2 separate regions of the Gossypium hirsutum genome follow, and region 1 is linked to region 2. Evidence: chromatin contacts called from public Hi-C data. All regions are on one chromosome and are shown on one strand. The core of a region is the stretch at or near the end of the contact, and the rest is flanking DNA. Distances in the headings are between cores, read along the strand shown.

What was found. A called contact is a pair of places that touch in the nucleus more often than the background predicts.
Region 1: a Hi-C map of petal shows a contact between it and region 2, with 10 times the contacts expected there. The contact joins two enhancer-like sites. A contact is called at or near these places in 11 of 34 Hi-C or Micro-C datasets (hypocotyl, leaf, petal and 1 more).

The regions. Positions count from the first base shown.
Region 1 is chrD04:47,874,402-47,877,585 of Gossypium_hirsutum_v2.1, forward strand. No RefSeq gene overlaps it. Among protein-coding and RNA genes, the nearest start is that of LOC121216558, 6.1 kb to the right of the region's middle. Within about 2 kb of position 1,395, at least 3 of the 9 cell types and tissues checked have an H3K27ac peak or open chromatin away from gene starts, as enhancers often do.
Region 2 is chrD04:47,787,310-47,790,631 of Gossypium_hirsutum_v2.1, forward strand. No RefSeq gene overlaps it. Among protein-coding and RNA genes, the nearest start is that of LOC107899048, 27 kb to the left of the region's middle. Within about 2 kb of position 1,747, at least 2 of the 9 cell types and tissues checked have an H3K27ac peak or open chromatin away from gene starts, as enhancers often do.

The DNA.
Region 1 (3,184 bases), core at 145-2,644, 87 kb after region 2:
TATGAAAATAAATTAATAAAATTATTTATGGAAATTTTTAATATTATATTTTTAAATTTATCTTGAAATTTCTAATTTCATAATCTAATTATTTAGATATAAAATATAATGCGATCATAATTATTTGTCAAGTTGAAATTAAATTCTTATTTAATAGATGTATTTTTAAATTTTCAAAAATAATTTTTTTCCGCACACCAGGATTATGAAAATATTCATGGCCAAATGGGCCTAACAAAAAATAAATAAATAAAAATCTTTCTAATCCAACTAATACAAATCTTTCTATATATATAATAAAAATAAATATATCAAAGGATCAAAATAAACATTATACCTACACAAAAATACTGAATTGAGATATATATATATATATATATATATCCGAGGCTGTATTTTAGTATTGAAGAGGCAATGTTATATAACAATTTCCAAATAAAAATGACAAAAAAGCTCAATTACTCATTTACGCATACCATAATTTCATCAGAAATTCATACCTACAAAATTTTATATATGTTGATAAAACCACCTTGATAACTACTAACACAAAAGCAGTGAAGAGTATAGGTTAAGGAGGGATAGCTGAAGTTGAATTAGGTTATTTCAAGCTGTCAGTCTTAACTTGCAAGCAAATTTTGGCCTTCAGACCCTAAACATTTCACTGCTTCTAGTTGGTCATATTCAAAGCTTTTTTTTTTTTTGGGTGTCCTGCTTTAGCCTGTTAAATAATAAACCAATTGTATCCTTACTTGGCAAGGTAAGTTGTTCATAGATTATAGTGCCATAATTCCTTCATTACCGTAGAAAGAAAGTAAGATTTAGGATTTAGAGCCATCAGTCTGCTGCAGCAAGGAACTGTATATAGAAAGAAACAAAAAAGAATAAAATTATGATTCTGATATAAGCAACCTTAACATGATGAGATTAGGGTTTCTTTAAGGTTAAAGGAAGATTACCATAATAAAGCAAGTTGTTTGCTTACATTGGCATACTGTTTACATGTGACAGCTGCCGTTTCATCAAATTTAGCTAGATCTAAGTCTTGTCTTCAGTTACTTGGTATTTCAGGTTCGTCAGAAAGATAATAATAAAAGGAAGGAAGACATTGGTTCTCTTGCAAAAGGGATAATTGCAGTTATGGACCTTAACTTGATCGTTTGGGCCAATTTTGTAACTTGAAACCTTTTTTCTTAAACTGACCCAATATTTGAAGAGGGCTTGGACTGACAAGAATGTGGGGATTGGTCCTAAAAACTTGAAGCTTGTTGTGCTTGTTATTATTAAAGTTGTTTCTTTTGTAATTTTTCTTTGAGCCTTATATATATATATATATATATATATTTCCATAATTGGATGCTTAAATATGTTTTAAAACTTAAATATGTTGTAACACATAAATATGGGGTGGTTTGGTATTGCAGAGAGACGCTATTGTACTCTTAGAAGGGTCGAGGGACGCTTGTGTTGAATCAAGGGATGATGATAAAATCATGAAGCATCCCTTGGGGCTTGCTTTGAAGAGGCTGTCTACGGCTCTTACCCCAAATGATTGTTTTGATATATAAAGCTTTAAGGGCTATTTGTGTTGCATTCAATCATCAATGAAGGGTTGTGGCACATTTTTCATTCACCATCAGAGTGGCCGATGAAAATTCCATGATTTTTACAAGTTACTCGCATTATGTTGACATAATGGTGCTTTTCACATCCAAAATTTCATGATTTTTACGGCATACTGAAAATTACATGAATATTCAAACTTGAAGAAGCTAAAAGCTTTTTAATATCAAATGTTGACAATCTTTGCATGTCAGAACCATCCCAAATGCAAATCTACAACGTCCAAAGATTTGTCATAATCACCTCAACCATTTTTTTTTACATCAACTATTCTTCTAGTATACATTTTGGTCAAAAATATTTAATGGTGTTCCATTGAATTTGACCAGCCAAAAAATATTAAAAATATAAAAGTTATTAAAAATATTAAGATTAAATAATTATAAAATCATAAACATTATTAAACACTAAATTTTAAATAACATGAGCAAATATATGGTAAAAGTATCATGGAGGCCTCTATATGAAAAGTTGAATTGAATTTTATCCCCTCTATTAAAAAAATATGCAAATTAGTCCATGTATGTTAAATCAAATACCAAACTGGTCTTTCTATTAAAAATTCTATCTATTTCTACTATTAAAAACTAGTCCATGTACATCAACATGAGGTACATGTGGCATGTCACATGTCTGTTTGGTTATTCCATTAGCCATGTTAGTTTTTAATAATACAAATGAATGAAATTTTTAACAAAAATGATTAATTTGCTCTTTGTTTTAAGAAACAAGAATTAATTTATCTATTTTTTAATAAAAAGATAAAATGTAATCTAACTTTTAGTACAAAACTTCCATATTATTTTTATCGTGAAAAACATTAAATTTAAGAACCTACTTGGAGCCCAGAAACCATCCATTGCAGAAAACAGATTGACATCACATATTCGTATATTTTTAGTGATCTCTAATTTAAGGGTGAAATCGTAATTAAAATAAAAATAATACAACAAAAGAACTAATTTCATATTCGTATCATGTTCTACAACACCTTTAGAGTTAAAAATTAAATTTTAATTTTTAATAGTTTATATCTTTATAATTTTTAAAGAATTAAACTAAAATTTTATTATTTTTAAGGGGGTTAAAGTGTAATTTTATATTTACTAATTTACAATTTTAAAATTTTTAAAGAGCTTAAATAGATAATTTTTCATTTTAAGAGATTCGGGCCCTGCCAGACCCATAAATACGCCATTGATCTTCTTTACGCATCAAATGAATTCTAAACACAAAAATGGAAAAAGAAATCCAGATTCCCGGTCTTCAAGCTCAAATTCCTGAAAATTGAAATTATTTATGAAATTACAATCAGTAACTAAGAAAAGGAAAATCCCATTCCGATTGAAGAGAGGTGCTCTCAGTAATCCAAATTGATAAAATAAAAGGATGTTGAAGTGGTTCATGTGAAATAACTGCCATGATTAAGAGATTGATTCAACCTTATCCATCCACCTTGTGCTCATTCTCTCATAAATCTCTCCATCCATCAAACTTTTATTCCACCACATGAAATATATGCCCACTATCTAATTCTTACCTTTTTGGGCATACGAATCTA
Region 2 (3,322 bases), core at 497-2,996:
AAAGTCCAGATATTTTAGCAGCTCCTTTTTCGGCGTGCAATGAGGGCCGAGGCTAAGCTCTCTCAGGGCCAGGGGCCGGTCTGATCGCCAACACCACGCACATTAATTTCGTTTGCATTTCAAACTAGACTCACAGTCTTCATGCATCTCTTTCTTTGACATGTGCATTATTGTTATATTATAATTATAACTATAATTATAGCTATTCATATAAGGCAAATTTATGACGGCCATGCATGCACGGGCTTTTCCTAACATGCCTATGTAACCGAAAAGCCAGGCATCTGACAAGTCTCCTAATCCAAGGCTTTTCCATTATCGTCTTCTAAATAAAATAAAAATAAAAATCTTTACATTTGTAATTTACTTCTTGGCCTTCTCTTAAAGTCACACTCAAACTAAAAGAAGCCGTAGAAATTCAAAGGGAGCTTTGTCAAACCGCAAAGCCTTGACCACTAATCTATTTGATAAAAAAAACAAACAAAATTTATAATTCACAATCACTACTTAGTTGCCCATTGAAATTATGTACACATGTATTGTCAATCTATCCAATGTTCTAGACAATGAATTTGTGATTTCAACCCTTACTTTAATCATATCAGACAATCTAATCAATTTCATACGGAAGGTCTAATTATGTTCTAGGTCTTTCTACTTTTTTCATATTTAAAAATTAGTCTTTTATACTTTTAATCCCGATAATTTAGTCCCTTTACAATATTTTCTTAATCATTAGAGTCCAATTGATAACACCGTCAAAGGAATTTCGTTAAATTGAATTACGTGGTATTTTTTAAAATAAAAAATTTAGTCACTAGCCAATATTGCATGCTTGAAAGGTCAAATAAGCAAAAAAGTTTTTGGGAGTTTGTTAAGTTTTGGAGGTTGAACTATGGGGCATCTTTGAGGGCTTGACTCTTTTATTAGAATAGGGATTTGACAGAGTGTTGATTAATACAGATAGTATGGAAGCAGTTCAGGTTATTCAAGAGAATAACTTAATTTACTCGAATTCAGCTTTGGTTAGACGAATCCACCAGTTGCTGGCAAAAATAGTTCAATGACGTGTCCAACATGTGTCCAGAGAAAAAAATAAAGTTACAAATTATCTTACAAAAATGGATCATAGCAACGAGGACGTTTTACAATTATTTGAACACCCTTCTATAGGGGTTTTGGTTTAAGTCTTTGTGACCCCTATGTTTTTGTTTTCTTTTCACCAAAAAAGAAAATAAAAATGTCAAGTCTAGGACTGTAAGTTTTTTTTTATTCTATATATGATATTGTAAGATTCTTTAGCATTTATATTTTTTGCTTAAATGGCATGCATGAGACTCTAAAATGGCCACTTGACTAGCTTTTTACTTTAAAAATGCTAAATTATTCAATTTAACGATTTTATTTTATAGTATTATAAATTGACATTCAATTCGTGAATCAAAAGATTAGATATTCAAGTTTTAAATAAAAAAAGTAAAGAAATTTATTGATATGGGATACAACAAGGAAGGAAATAATGGTGGTGACAAAGAGGTCGGTTCATCTTGATAGGAGAAGAGCTGAAGTGAGAGAAATTACGAGAAGAGAGTTTAAGGTGAGTAGGGGAGATTATGTGTTGGGTTGGATGCTTTAAGGTCGTTGAAAGGGAAAGAAGATCCTCTTATCATCATGTGTTGGGGCATATATAGGGGAAAGATTCCTAGTGTCACGTCGTCGACAACTTCAAGATATCATGAGCGCATGATCGGCCAGGTGGCAAGGCCATTACACCTTGTTTGTTGTTAAGCGAATATTACCTTGACATTCCTTTTGCTCAAATAGTACAAGATTATTAACCTTAATGGTCTCATCTTGAAGAATAAGTATGTACCCGCTTTTAATGAAGGGTCCGCTATTTAGCAGGCAACCTAATGGAAGATGAAGTATGCATGTGGTTGATCACTGGCGGTGCAAGTTGGAGGACAGTCCAAGAATACTTCTTAAGTTGATTCGCGTGATCCCACATGTCTAGATCAAGATAGAGTTATAACAGAACTAATATTTTAAAATAAAAATACATGCAGTAAATGTCAAATATGCAAATAGTATAGAAACTACAGCATAATTAGATCTTAATTGAATGGGGTATCAGGGATTGCACGGGGACCGATAGTAAGTTGGCATCTGAGTGTTGGGGATGAAAATTTGGTGTTAAGGTATATACAATAATATTCGAAATTGAAAAAGCAATTATTAATCTATTTTAATTATGAAACAGATTTTGTGGACATAAAGTAGTAGTACGTAAAACTGTGGTTGAGATTGGGATGTTGATCCAGCTTGCTATCCGCGTTGTGTCTGTCGAGTGGAGTGGAGGAAGTGGTCCACTATAGACTTCAAATCACTGATTTTATTTTCACCTACCAAAATCCTCTATGCTTTGAATACCCGCACCATTTTCCTCTTATTGCTTTCTTGCTTCCCATTTTGCATTGCACACATATCTTCTTTTTACTATTTCTCCCCGATTCCTTTACAGGGTAATTTTCAGTGACAATTGTTAAACCTCGCCACTTAACATTTAGCTCATACTTCACTTAAGCTTCTCTAATTAAAACTCTTTAATAACGAGCTTTGGCTCAAGGACACTTTGCGGCCGGGTCAACCCTTCGACCAACAAGCAGATATTTTACTCAATAAATCTTTGCAATGTATCGATATCAATCACCACCATATTAAACGAGCCTTACACGCTGATCATTTTGTCCAATCCTAGGAGTCTCTATACACATCACAACACCACCCTACTTATATCAATTGGGATAGGACACTTGCCCAATGCCAATGCCCAAACCACGTAATGCCACATGGCACCTTGAGATAGGGTAAGAACCATGTATATAAACTAAGACCTCAACATGAGAGCCCGAACAACCCAAAATACTTGACTTTCCTACTTTAAGTAAACCTCTACTATTCCTCTAATCATCTTCTACCTATCTTCGGTCATTGAACAACAGAATGAATCATCTTGAGACACAATCATCTTATTTGTGTATTTATAGAAATTAATTATTCCAATGAAAAAGTAAGTAACAACAGTTGTGAGTGTCACCATAATCTTGAATGTAATTATGATTTGCTGTCAACAATCAAATCAGAAACAATTGCTTTTAGTATCTTCAAGGAAATTAAAGTGGGAAAGTTGAAGGACGCACTCATGGAGGAAAAAAAAAGTAATGAATGCATAGTATTTAATTTACGCACACATGGGACATATTACAACCTTATTTTAAAACAATTGCAATGGTCATCAATAAAATATAAAAGGTGAACAATC